2 separate regions of the Mus musculus genome follow, and region 1 is linked to region 2. The links are chromatin contacts, called in public Hi-C maps. All regions are on one chromosome and are shown on one strand. The core of a region is the stretch at or near the end of the contact, and the rest is flanking DNA. Distances in the headings are between cores, read along the strand shown.

Evidence for each region. A called contact is a pair of places that touch in the nucleus more often than the background predicts.
Region 1: a Hi-C map of cortical neurons shows a contact between it and region 2, with 2.7 times the contacts expected there. The contact joins two enhancer-like sites. A contact is called at or near these places in 8 of 484 Hi-C or Micro-C datasets (cerebellar granule neurons, cerebral cortex, cortical neurons and 2 more) and 1 of 115 datasets of contacts at active chromatin or transcription factors (astrocytes).

The regions. Positions count from the first base shown.
Region 1 is chr17:9,285,722-9,291,527 of GRCm38.p6, reverse strand. No RefSeq gene overlaps it. Among named protein-coding and RNA genes, the nearest start is that of 6530411M01Rik, 120 kb to the right of the region's middle. Within about 2 kb of position 3,652, at least 14 of the 459 cell types and tissues checked have an H3K27ac peak or open chromatin away from gene starts, as enhancers often do. A contact at or near this core is called in cortical neurons, where this site is marked.
Region 2 is chr17:9,027,671-9,034,365 of GRCm38.p6, reverse strand. No RefSeq gene overlaps it. Among named protein-coding and RNA genes, the nearest start is that of 1700010I14Rik, 43 kb to the right of the region's middle. Within about 2 kb of position 2,740, at least 64 of the 459 cell types and tissues checked have an H3K27ac peak or open chromatin away from gene starts, as enhancers often do. A contact at or near this core is called in cortical neurons, where this site is marked.

The DNA of each region.
Region 1 (5,806 bases), core at 2,403-4,902, 260 kb before region 2:
GTGGACACCAGTCACAAGCCTAAGAGCAAAAGGGCCATTACTGCTGGCAAAATGTCATCCAAATTGGTGATGCTCCAAACACTATGGTTCCTAACAAATTAAGCTAAGTGCCTTATGAACAGTTGGTGACTATTAACAGTTACTACACTTTTCAACAGTCTTTAGCAATTTTCCCAACTCTTCCTATGTTAATGATGTGTTAATCACTGCCTAAACAAGGCAGATAATGAGACATCTCTGTGTGCCACTGTAGACAGAGAAATGGGAATATTCAAAATATAGTGACAAAAATAAGTTGAAAAGAGATGTTTCCTTAGACATCGCAATAATGAGACTCTCAGGATGCTCAGGGGAAAGTTGTAATAAGTGCATGATATGGAAGAGTTGTGTGTGTAAATGAATCCATGTCCACACATCAGCCCATGCAAAGCTAGAAGTGAGTGATAAGTTATTTCTCCACCGATGAAATGAGCCAATTCAAGCCAGATTCGAGTATATTAAATGCAGGTTTCTTGGGAAACTGCTCTGGGCTGGTGAGTTCACTGGCCCTAAGGAAAGAGGCCAGGGAAGTCACTGTGGGAAGGGAGAGAGAGGGGAGGGGGTGGGGGAAGAGACAAAGAGTGAGCCCCAGCCCTTGTGCAGCGAGAGGGCAGATAGGGAAAAACTAAAATGGCTGGATTATATAGGGAAGAGCCTCTGGGGGAAGGGCAGCCCAGCCTCTAGGTTGGACATTTCAGGGCTGGGGAGCAGGGTATGCCAGGTAGGGACTGAGTGATGCTGGGAGAACCCGGAAGCCATGTCTGCTCTGATATGCAAAATATGCATCCCAGTCCATTGTCCTGGGTTTGAAACCAAACAGTAAGGATGAGGATGGGTTAGCAAAATGTACAGCAATCTTATTAAACTTCAGTCCTCTACATCCATGCAAATGAATGTTAATAAATATGTAGGATAAAATGGTTTCCAAAATGTGGAAGCAAACCAAGTCTAGACTAACAGTTTGTCTACTTCACAAACCTGTACAGCCAGCTATACAAGGCCTTTAAAGAATGTTACTATGTTAACAAAGAATCTCTTGGAATGGGAAGTTATACCTGTTATGTTTGACTTTTTTTTTTTTTGGCTAGTTTTCCTTGCTTGCAAAGGATGTAATAATTTGTAGTGTGGAAAACTCAAATTATTTTCCAAGAATAAAATACCAAAACTACATTGCCTAAAACAAAAAGCTCCTATCTAGACAGGTCCTTCCTTCATTAACAGTTTGCTTTGTTAGCTGAGACAGGTTAGAATTTTCTAAGCGCTCCTTAACACACTCAGAGAGAGAGACAAGAAAGGAGAAATGGCAAAGAAAATACAGGAAACATGAAAACAGCCAGGCTTTCAAAGTACAGGTTCCAGGTCCTCTAATAAGCACTTTCGAGCTTCCAGACTATTTCAGCCATCATCCTGCCTGTGCCCCAGAGCCTGATACAACCTCTCTAGCACCAGGCTGAGATCTATGCTTTGTCAATTGCAAACAAAGATTCTTTCCGATTTCAAATACAGGAAAGTTGTCTTTGGGTCACCCTGGGTTACCTCTTTATCTAAAACACAAGCACCAAGTTCAGATTAGGGCTATTTGCTCTTCCAAGTTTTGTCTTGAGTGACACTGTTTGCAGCTAGCTAAGAAGCCATTTGGGACTGAAAAAAACAAAAAAACAAAAAAACAAAAAAAACAAAAACAAAAAAAACAAACAAAACCAGGAACTCACCATGCCAGCAAAGCATACTGGATTTTGTTCTTGATTTTGTTTTGCTTTTTCCTGATCTCAATTTTTTTCAGCTCTGCAAATATTACAGGTTATGGAATGATCCAACCAAGTTCAATATCACCTTCTTGTCTTAAGACTCAAATTTTTAATTTCAAAGTATTTCAAGGCAAGATGAACACATACAAAAATATCAGAGGGCATTCTCTTAAGCCCCTCTCTCTTCTCTCTCCCTCCCTTCTCCTGTCTCTTCTCCCCTCTCCCCTCTCCCTCTTTCCCTTCCTCCCTTCTTGCCCTCCCTCCCCCCTCTTGTATGTGAGTGTGCATGTGTGTATATGTGTATGTGTATGAATGTGTGAGTGTGTGTATATGAGTGTGTGTGTGTGAGTGTGCATGTGTGTATTGTGTGTATGTGTGTATGTGTAAGAGTGTATGTGTGTGTGTGTGCATGTGTGTGTGTGTATATATGGTGTGTGTGTGTGTATGAGTATGTGTTTGTGTGTGTGAGGGTATGTGTGTGTGAGGGTATGTGTGTGTATGTGTGAGTGTGTATATGAGTGTGTGTGTGTATGAGTAGGTGTGTGAGGGTATCTGTGTGTGCATGTATGAGTGTGTGTGTGTATGAGTGTGTGTTTGTGTGTGTGAGGGTATGTGTTAGGGTATGTGTGTGTATGTGTGAGTGTGTATATGAGTATGTGTGTGTATGAGTAGGTGTGTGAGGGTGTCTGTGTGTGCATGTATGAGTGTGTGTGTGTGTGTGTGTGTGTGTATGAGTGTGTGTTACTGAGAACTGAGCTCAGGCTCACACTCTAGGTTCACTCACATACCAGCATTGCTTGTGTCAATTTTGAGTATTTCAGGCTCAAACTTTTCCTTTACCTCACTTTTCTATTGCACCTGTGTGCAACACAACATTCAAATTAGGATTCCGAGTCTTGAGTTTCTAGCCTCAAATCTTTCTTTGTTGACGCAAGTAATAGTACTTCCTTTGTGGACTTTTGGGGTAACATCCTAAGCTGATAATAAAGGTTCCTAATTGCTTCCCACTGTGACCAACTATGACTCACACCATGGTATTTAAAGCAGGCAGAGTTCATGGGACTTCTGTTGTTGAAACTTTTCAAGCCTCTGGATGTCTCGGGAGTGGTGACGTCCAATGGCATGTCACAGGAGCTGCTGGTGAGCATAAGGGGGTGATGAAAGAGATGGCCCTGCATCCTTTTGCTGGACAAACACTGAGAAGGGACACTGCATGTGGGCAGTATGGACTCCTGATCATGCTTGCTGTAGCAGACAGCTGACTTAGATGTTTGGCTACACACACTGATTCGAGGAACAAGCAACCGATTCTGGGAAAACAGACTGGGAAGCTGATCTTTTAAGAGAAGCCCTCGAAAGACCAGGTCTGTCCTCACCACAGCGTTAGGTGAAGACAAAGGGTAGATTGCTATTTCTCCTGCTACCTTCATCTTCTCCCTCTCTAAGCAGTTTGGAGAGCTTCCCAGATCCTATCTATGTGCCTTTCCAAAACCATGGAGGCTGAAGAAATAGGAGGGATGTGAAGATAAACTTGGTTTGTTATCATGGACAGGTTTCTTCTTTTCCCTATATGGTGGAGTTTTCTGTGTCATACTGCCTGCTAACTTTGCCTGCTTCACCCCCTACACATACACACACACACACACACACACACACACACACACACACACATCTGACAAGTCTCATTTGTATCCAGACATGGAAATCTGAGTGTTTGCTGCAGAGGACACATCTGTCCTCAGAGCCTGCCCACAGCCGACACTGGCTAAGAGGAGGATTCATTACTGACGCTCAGACTACTTCGTTGCATGGTAAAGCCGTGCTTTTTCTGCAGTGGCTGTTCCGGTTTTCCTCCTCTCCAGATGTTGCCTCGGTACCACGTGATAAAACTGATGCTGGGGTTAGCTGAGCTGGAAGAGAAGAGGCAGTATGTCATCCCCGGGTTCTGTGAAATTCTATTTTAAATCAGGAGGAGGAGGCGTGGCAGGTGAGAGAGACAGAGTGCTCTTGATGGTAACAGGGAGGCAGAAAGACCCAGCTAACTGTAAAATCCCCCCCTTGAGCATCTGCCTGAACATAAAAATACAACCATACTCTCAGGTCAGCCTGGATTCACACAAGGGTGATCATGGCAGGAGGAGCACAATCGAAACGTGCTCTGAATAAGTGATGACACCCATCTTCTTTGTGTGCTTCTGAGTTAAGTGCTATGACAGATTGAATATTGCCTCCCCGCACCCCAAAGAGATGGCGAACCCACAAACCCAGGTGCTGAAGATGAATGAGACCTTATCTGGAAATAAGATCCCTGCAGAGGCCACATGGGAGACTTTATCATTGTTATGGGGAAATACCTGAAAAAAAAAAAAAAAGCCGGGAAGGAAGGAAGAGTTTGTTTTGGACCAACACTGCATGGGAAAATATAGTGTCTGAGGTGTGCTACATCATCACTTAGAAACACACAGGTGCTACAGGGGATGTAAACAGGATATGATACGATTTCCTTGAATGAAAAGGGGCTTCCAGCTCGTGAGTGCCAGAACAAGGCTTGACACCTCTTGAAAATTAAAAAAAAAAAAAAAAAAAAAAAAACTGGGGCTGGAGAAGTGGCTCGGGAGTTAAGAGCACTTACTGTGTTCATAGAAGCCCTGGGTTTGGTTTGGGCATCCACGCTGCACCTCACCATTGTCTGTAATTCTCCTTCTGGTGAAATCTGACACCCTCTTGTGGCCTTCACGGGTATTAAATGCACAGGGTACACACACACACATACCTAAAGCCAAATGCTCGCACACACAAAATAAAAAGATGTGGTATTTACATTTTAAAAAGAAGAAGAAAGACCCGAGCTGCACCACAAAGAGGCTTCTATTCTACTCTTACAGGTTTGATAGAATTGTAACATTTTGTTGTTTTGGTTTCAATCTGAGGATTGAACCTATGACCTCACACATGCAAGGCAAGAACACAGCTGCTCTGCCACTGAGAAATGTTTCACTCCAGGACCGCAGGCTTTTTGACAGGAGGACAGATCAACAGACTGTCTACAGGGTTAGAGAATGGAGTTGGGGTGCTGACAGGTCATTTGCTCTCCACCAGTCTGCATCTCGCACCTCCATCACCCCCATGAGAACAGTGCCCCCCGTGGCCAGTTCTATAAACACAGATGATCACCTTTGCAGCAGCGCCACTTTAACAGGGGACATTTAAAAAGGTAAGGCACCTGCTGGCCTGCATCTGGGAGAACTGCCGTTTCTTAAGTATGAGTGGCAAGCACTGGTCTGTCTGCTGTACCTTACACAATCAGAATGCAAATTTGCCCTCAGGAGCCTTGGTCACTGAGACCAGTATTTGTATTGTTAGGAGCAGAACATGACCCTGATTGATTTAAGCATATATGTATATATATGATTGATATGTATATATATATATATATATATATATGTATATATATATATATATATATATACACACACACACACACACATGCATATATGTATACACACACACAGTTTCTTCAAAGGTCATGTATTGACAATTTTTCAAATCCTAAGAAAGATGGGTCAAGATATAATAGGGAAAATACCATCCCTAAGCACACATTGAGTAATGCACAGCCTTGCACTGAAGATTGGCAAGATGGTTTGGACCACTGCAACTGCTCTCATCCTAGACATTCTAACCTCCCCTCTGCGATCCTCCTGCTAGCATCCTGGAGACCAGACACTACATTAACCAACTTTTCTGCAGCCAGGATGAGTCTGGCCAGTTGTGCAGCTATCACACAGAAGCAAAGTCCATGAGCAATGTATTTATTCAGAGATGAGCCTGGACAAGCAGAGCCTGCATCCCCCTCAAACCAACAAAGGGATAGAATGTAGTCCAGTTTGTCCAGGGGAAAGAGAGGGAACCACGCTATGGTATCCCCTGCCATGCTTTTTGTGGTCCAATTTAGCTACCATGAGCTCACTCTGAGTCAAAGACCAGATGCCTGTGTCACAATGTCACATAAAACTTCA
Region 2 (6,695 bases), core at 1,491-3,990:
CCATAATGCAGCTGTCACCTATAAACAGAGCAGCTTCGTTTTATAATGGGCAGAGGTTAATACAGAGAACCAAAGCTAATCATAGTTGCAGAAAATAAGCCATTATAAAGTGTTCATCTCCAAATGGGTTGTCTATATCATACCTCCATCTTGCCAGGCTTGGGGAACATCTCAGAGGAAAGGGCAGAAAGGTCATAAGGACCAGAGGATGGGAAGGATGCCGTGAGTTGATGGATGTCTACCGAGGATGACAAGGATGGGTACCCATGAACTCACCATAGCTGTAGTAGTCTTCACAGGAATTGCACAAGGTCAAACTGGTCAGTATTGCACCATGGACAAGGACAGAGCTACCAAGGCCCTGCATCCAGTTAAGAAGCTACAGGGCATCCACAGCTGCTGGTAGGTATTTTCCGGGGTGTGGTTGCTGAAATATTGCCCCTGTCCCAGTGGATGCCCCTACATCCACTGAGACATGCCTATGGGAAACAGTTATTGAAGTTGGTAAAAGCATGACCACAGGAGGCGGTGTCATTCAAAGGGTGAGTGAATAGAGAGATTGCAGAAAGAGCTAGGGGTGGCTTCAGGACTCGGATAAGAGAGAACTCAGCTCTTGGGTTTATGAAATTGTGTAATCATTAAATCCCTTTTGGAAAATTGCCATGATTGCGTAAATAGGACCCTGATGTAGGTAATAGCAGCTCTCTCTGATAAGAAAGAAAACAAGCTGAACACAACAGAGTGGATCTTCCAGATGTACACTCCGAAGCTTCGGCTGTACATCCTTATCATTGATCAAGTTCTATGGGGCTTCCCTCCCCTCTCCTCCCTTCCCTTCTCTTCCCCTTCCCCTCCTCTTCTGACTTTCCTTCTCCTCTTCCCTCCCCACTCCCCTCCTCTACATTCCCCTCCCTTTTTCCCTTCCCTTTTCTTCTCCTTTCCCCCTCCCCCTCCTCGCTCATCTTCCCTTCTTCTCTTCTTTCCCCTATCCTCTTTTCCCCTCTTCTCCTCTTCCCTCCCCACTCCCCTCCTCTACATTCCCCTCCCTTTTCCCCTCCCCTCTCCTCTCCTTTCTCCCTCTCCCCTTTCCATTTTCCTTCCCTCCTCTTCCCTCCCCTCTCCTCTCCTCCCCCTCCTCGCTCATCTTCCCTTCTTCTCTTCCTTCCCCTATCCTCTTTTCCCCTCTTCTCCTCTGCCCTCCCCCTCTCCTTTTCTCCTCCCCTCCTCTTTTCTCCCCTCCCATCCTCTCCTCCCCTCTATTCTTTTCTCCACCCCTCTCCCCCTCATTTCTCCCATTCCTCCCTTCTGTCCAGCCCTATTCCTTTCATACCTATTCCCATACTTTCTAGTCCCTACAAACAAAAAGTACACCCCTGTGGCGAAGCTAGCTTCCATGGTCAGATCACTGCTCTACAGCTGCCCCACACTGAGGCCCATGTTCTGTTCTAGTTCCCTGAAACCACAGTGATTTTGGGGAAGGAGGATGAAATAAAACCCTACCCACTGCTCATACTCAGTATGTAGGGAAGAAACAGGCTCTGCAAAGATTGCTGAGCAAAATCCCTGCTGAGATAGTTGAGAGTCAGTGCAAAGAAATGGTAGTTTAAATCCACAACAGGGGGGTGCCAGACTGTCCTTGCCTGAGGCTTTTCTGGTCAGAGGACTGTGCCTGCCCACTCTATGTACTGTTTAAGCACCCACCCCACCCCCAGATCCTCTTTGTAGATTAGCCAGCCCTATGGTAGCTCAGCTTGTCTTTGTTCAATCTAAACCTCAAGCTTGTCTGAAATCTTACAAGATAGGTGGAAATCAGAATGGGACACGGGCTGTGGGTGGCTTTGGCAGTACGCGTCTCTATTAAGTAGACTCAATTTAGTACTGGGTAAAGGGAAAGACGAAATTAGAATCGTGGTTGGCAGAAATAGTCTCCATCTGGCACTGTAATTACACACTGTCTTGACCTGAGCAATCTTTGCTGTTCCAAATGCTGTTTCCTTTGGAAAGCAAATTTTAAAAGACGCTGTAAACCACAGGTTAGGAAATACATGGTTCCAAATATCCACCACACCTTTTAGACAAGGGAGTCGTATCCTGCTTCTCTATTATGGCTCTGTCTTTTATAATTAAATGAACTCTCTAGTCACCCGATGAATGTCACCTCTTTACAGCGGGATAAACAGAAGAGATCTCCGGGTCTATTTTCGCCAGTGACATCAGACACTATTTCGATGGGGCTATGACTCAGTATCCTCCTTGGCGCCCTCACTCCTGAAGTTCTTTTAAGGGTGAGCCTGGGTTGCTGCCGGCATGCGGCATTTTCAGAGCCTCATGGAGCTCTTTATATCAACCCTTGACTTCACCTTCAATGCCAACAGGAAATTGTATATGGCTCTAATCTCCCCAGTAGAGCTCTGCCAGAAAGCCGGGTTCTGTGCGGTATAATGGCGCCACCTACTGGTCACACGTGTCCTCCTTTAGCCTGCCTCCGTTTTGTTTTTTTGGTGTTCTGTTTCCGTATTCTGATGTGTCTGTCCTCAGAGACTTTGTTTTTAGCTTTTCTACTTCGCAGCTGCAGCAAGCTGGACTGATAAGCAAACGATATCACCACCTGATCGTCTGTTCTATAGGTCCTAAGATCTTACCGCTGACGGGGGAAGTCATGGACAGACACCAGCTTGACTTGATGACTCTGTCCTTGAACCCAAGCAGCCTGATAATCCAGCCTGATGATCCGGGCCGAGCCTCACTTCCCTTGCCTCAGCCAAGCGGCCGTGCAAACCTTCACTAGACCCCAAACGCCCTTCCTACTCCCTCAACGGGCACCTGCTCTCCTAGGCATCCACACAAATGGATTGCTTTTAAACAGAAAATGACACTGACTGTCACTAGACGTAACAAGTGCCTTATGTACATTTCATTGGAAGCACAAGCTGAAATTAGCCTGTCAGAATCTTACTTTTCTGGATGCCAGTGTGTCGTGTGGCAGAATTAGCTCAAGAGAATAAAGAGCAGGCTTGCCTGTCAGAGAGCTTCTCTCCACAATTCTCTTGCTTTGTGTGCCTGGCTTAATTCAAATGCTTTTTTCATGCTTGAAGGGGTAGGTGTGTGTGTGTGCGTGTGTGTGTATGTGTGTGTGTGTGTGTGTGTGTGTGTGTGTGTGTGTGTGTGTGTGTGTGTGTGTGTGTGTGTGTGTGTGTCTGTGTGTGTGTGTGTGTGTGTGTGTGTGTGTGTGTGTGTGTGTGTGTGTGTGTGTGTGTGTGTGTGTGTGTGTGTGTGTGTGTGTGTGTGTGTGTGTGTGTGTGTGTGTGTGTGTGTGTGTGTGTGTGTGTGTGTGTGTGTGTGTGTGTGTGTGTGTGTGTGTGTGTGTGTGTGTGTGTGTGTGTGTGTGTGTGTGTGTGTGTGTGTGTGTGTGTGTGTGTGTGTGTGTGTGTGTGTGTGTGTGTGTGTGTGTGTGTGTGTGTGTGTGTGTGTGTGTGTGTGTGTGTGTGTGTGTGTGTGTGTGTGTGTGTGTGTGTGTGTGTGTGTGTGTGTGTGTGTGTGTGTGTGTATATGTGTGTGTGTGTGTGTGTGTGTGTGTGTGTGTGTGTTACCCTTCTAAACTTCGAAATTATCACTGCATGAGTGTGTGTGGTGGGGGGGGGTGTTGGGGTGAAATTGCCATTTCCTATAAGGTCCCAATGCTTTTTCCCCCTTTTACTTTATCTCTGCAAATGAGAATTTATCAAAGGCTAAGCCTTAGTCTTTTGTGATAAAAAAAAAAAAAAAAAAAAAACCTAACAAAGTATGCCGGTGGGGGGAAAAAAAATATGTAAAATTCACATTGCTGCTGGAAAGATCAAAGCTTAAGGATGCTGCCCAGAATGACTGATTTCCCGTCAGCTCCGAGGCTTCAGGACACCAGCGAGCTCTTCTGTGAAAGCAAGGTGTTAGAAGCAGGTGTCTGAGATGCTTAGGGCTGTTAGAGGTCTCACTGGTCTCTCTGGTATGTTGCCCCCTTCTGGCAAAGGGCAGCTTATAATCTGATCCTTCAGAGAACAGCTTCAATGCATACTACTCACATGAACAGCCGCTACAGACCTAACACCACACAGATGAGAGTGTTACAAACTGAGATTGTTCCAGAATTGATGCTCAAGTTGAGTGAGTCCACTTTCTGCCAAGTAAAGGAACACCAGAGAAACTTAAAAAAAAAAAAAAAAAAAAAAAAAAAAAAAAAACAGAAACAAGGGTTGTTTGTGTTTGTAGTTACACGCCTGGCTTTTGGGAAATAGTGGTTGACTCTATCCTTGTTGCCTGTGTTGAGGAATAACATCAATGGTGGAAAGTTCTCTTCAAGGACATGTCCCCAGTGAACTCATTTCCTTCCATGGGGCCCACATCTTAAAGGTCCCATCATCTGCCCATCAGATAGGGACCAAAGATTGCAGTGTGGGGATGTTGTCTCAGCCCAGATTTTAAACTACAGCCAATGAAGCTGCCACAAGTCCTTGTGAGCAAGTCTTCAGATGTATACGCTTTCACTTTCTTGAGTAAAAACTAAGAACACCAGGTAGACATTGTGGATACATTTCTGGATCACATGAGAGGCACACATGGAAGATACTGCAGAGGCTCACCACCCCTTCTGTAGCGTCGGGTGGTGATTCAGTCTCATGACTCCTGGGTTACAGAGCTTGGCATCCTGGACCCTTTGTGTGCTCTTCAGCACCGTGCAACCCACTCTTTGATGGACTTTGCCAGGAGGTGCCTTTCTGTGATCATTCACCTGCATTCCTCACAGTGCCGGCTATTGTTGGATGTGCTTGTACCGTGTGGTTCCATTGATCTGCCCTCAGTGAGAAACCATAGTCCCTCATAAGGAGCAGGTCCAGCTTCCCAATCCTGACTTGCCGTTATTGTGCACAGGAAGACCAACATGAGAGCTTTCTCACCAATCTCCATTATTTCCTTGTAGAGCATAAACCATGCACTTTACAATCAATTGCTCATAAGAAGATGCCTTTTGGTAAAACATTAACCAAAATTAATCTTTAGTTTTATGCCCAAATGCATCTGTGGAAAGAAACTTTTCATACATCTATTTGTTTACCAAAGATATGTTTTCCTCTGAGAAACATTTTCTTAGGAACATTGGTCTAAAATTAACAAATACTTCCTTCAAATCATTTGATAAAATAATTAACTCCTCTATCACCTTTACTTTTAAAAACTTTTTACAAAGTATTTAAAGTATAATCACCTAGAAGTTAGAGAGTTTTAACACAGGGTTTGTTTGTTTGTTTGGTTGGTTGGTTGGTTGGTCCTCCTGTGCCAATATTTATGTTTTATCTCAGCATGGTGTCAATTCTACAACATGTAATTGGTTGGGTCTTATTATTCATACTCATTTCAGAGTTTTCAAAACTAATTGGATCAGAATTAAGGAGGATAAGCAAAGGAAGATAGGTCAGTATATGGCTATACACATATACCATCTGCATATGTGTATGGATATGTGTGAGCTAGAAAGAAAGGATAGGTGTAATTTCTATATTAAAAATCATTACAGATGACTTTTCTCCTCCAGTAGCATGAGTAGTGCCTTCCAGCACTGTGAAGCTAGCCACAAGGTATGAAGTTTTCAGACCAGTGCCCCAGCTTTCTTTGGCTACGTGCTATGACTCAAGCAGCCATCAGTCCTGCCTCCCTGCGAACCCTGAGAACTGTCACAATGACTAGCCTGATGTGCCCACTGATACAACTGCAAAAGATAGTGTCCTGGGAGGAACCAATCACTTTCTGATTGGATTTATGCCTCAGCCCACATGCTGAAACTGTTACCTGGCACCATTATCAAGCCAACCACCAATGGCTACACTGATCATACAAATTCCTCATGGGAGAACCCAGGGCTATTATTCTGCTAAATGGGCATGGTACTGAACCAAGTCCTTATGACTTATCACTGGAGCCATAGATGAGTGCATCTCTCAGTCCTCATCAGAGAAGTCTCTTTCTCTAGTAGACAATGATAAATACAGGGACCCACAACTGGACAAGGTGTGGAGAAGAGCTGTGCTCAGCCCTGAGTATAATAGTAGATCCACGCCACACTGCTCCTCCCAGGCTCAGAGATCACTGGTAAAGGGGGGATGGAAAGAATGTAAGACCCAGACTGCTGGGTCACTCCAAGGAAAACACTGTCCTCTGGACACAGCAGGGCTGCCACACATACAAACCCATGGCAGTTCTGGTAGCATACTCAGGCCTGTGCAAGCCTAAGCCTGAAAGCACAGAGATGGGAATTGGGTACAAGGCACCCATCCCAGCCAAGGAACTACTAGCAACTAATAGGTGCGAGAAGAGGGAGGTACAGTTCTCTGAGGGTGTAGTCCCTGGTAAGGCAACCAGGCTTCTGTGGAAGGGCATACATCCCAGAATAAATGGGAGGCACCAATTGGACAATAGGTTGCTTTGTATTCTTTTTTCTTAAGACACACAGCTGGGTGGATAGAGAAGAGGAGGTGAAACTTGGAAGTAAATCCTTCTTCCAAGGAGAAGGATGAAAATTATCCAACCGCACACAAACCTCAAAAAGAACTAATAAGTGTAATATATATATATACTTATGTGTAGAAACACATATATGTATATATAATAAGTATATATACTTGTTACACATAAGTATATATATATAATTATATATATCTTATATA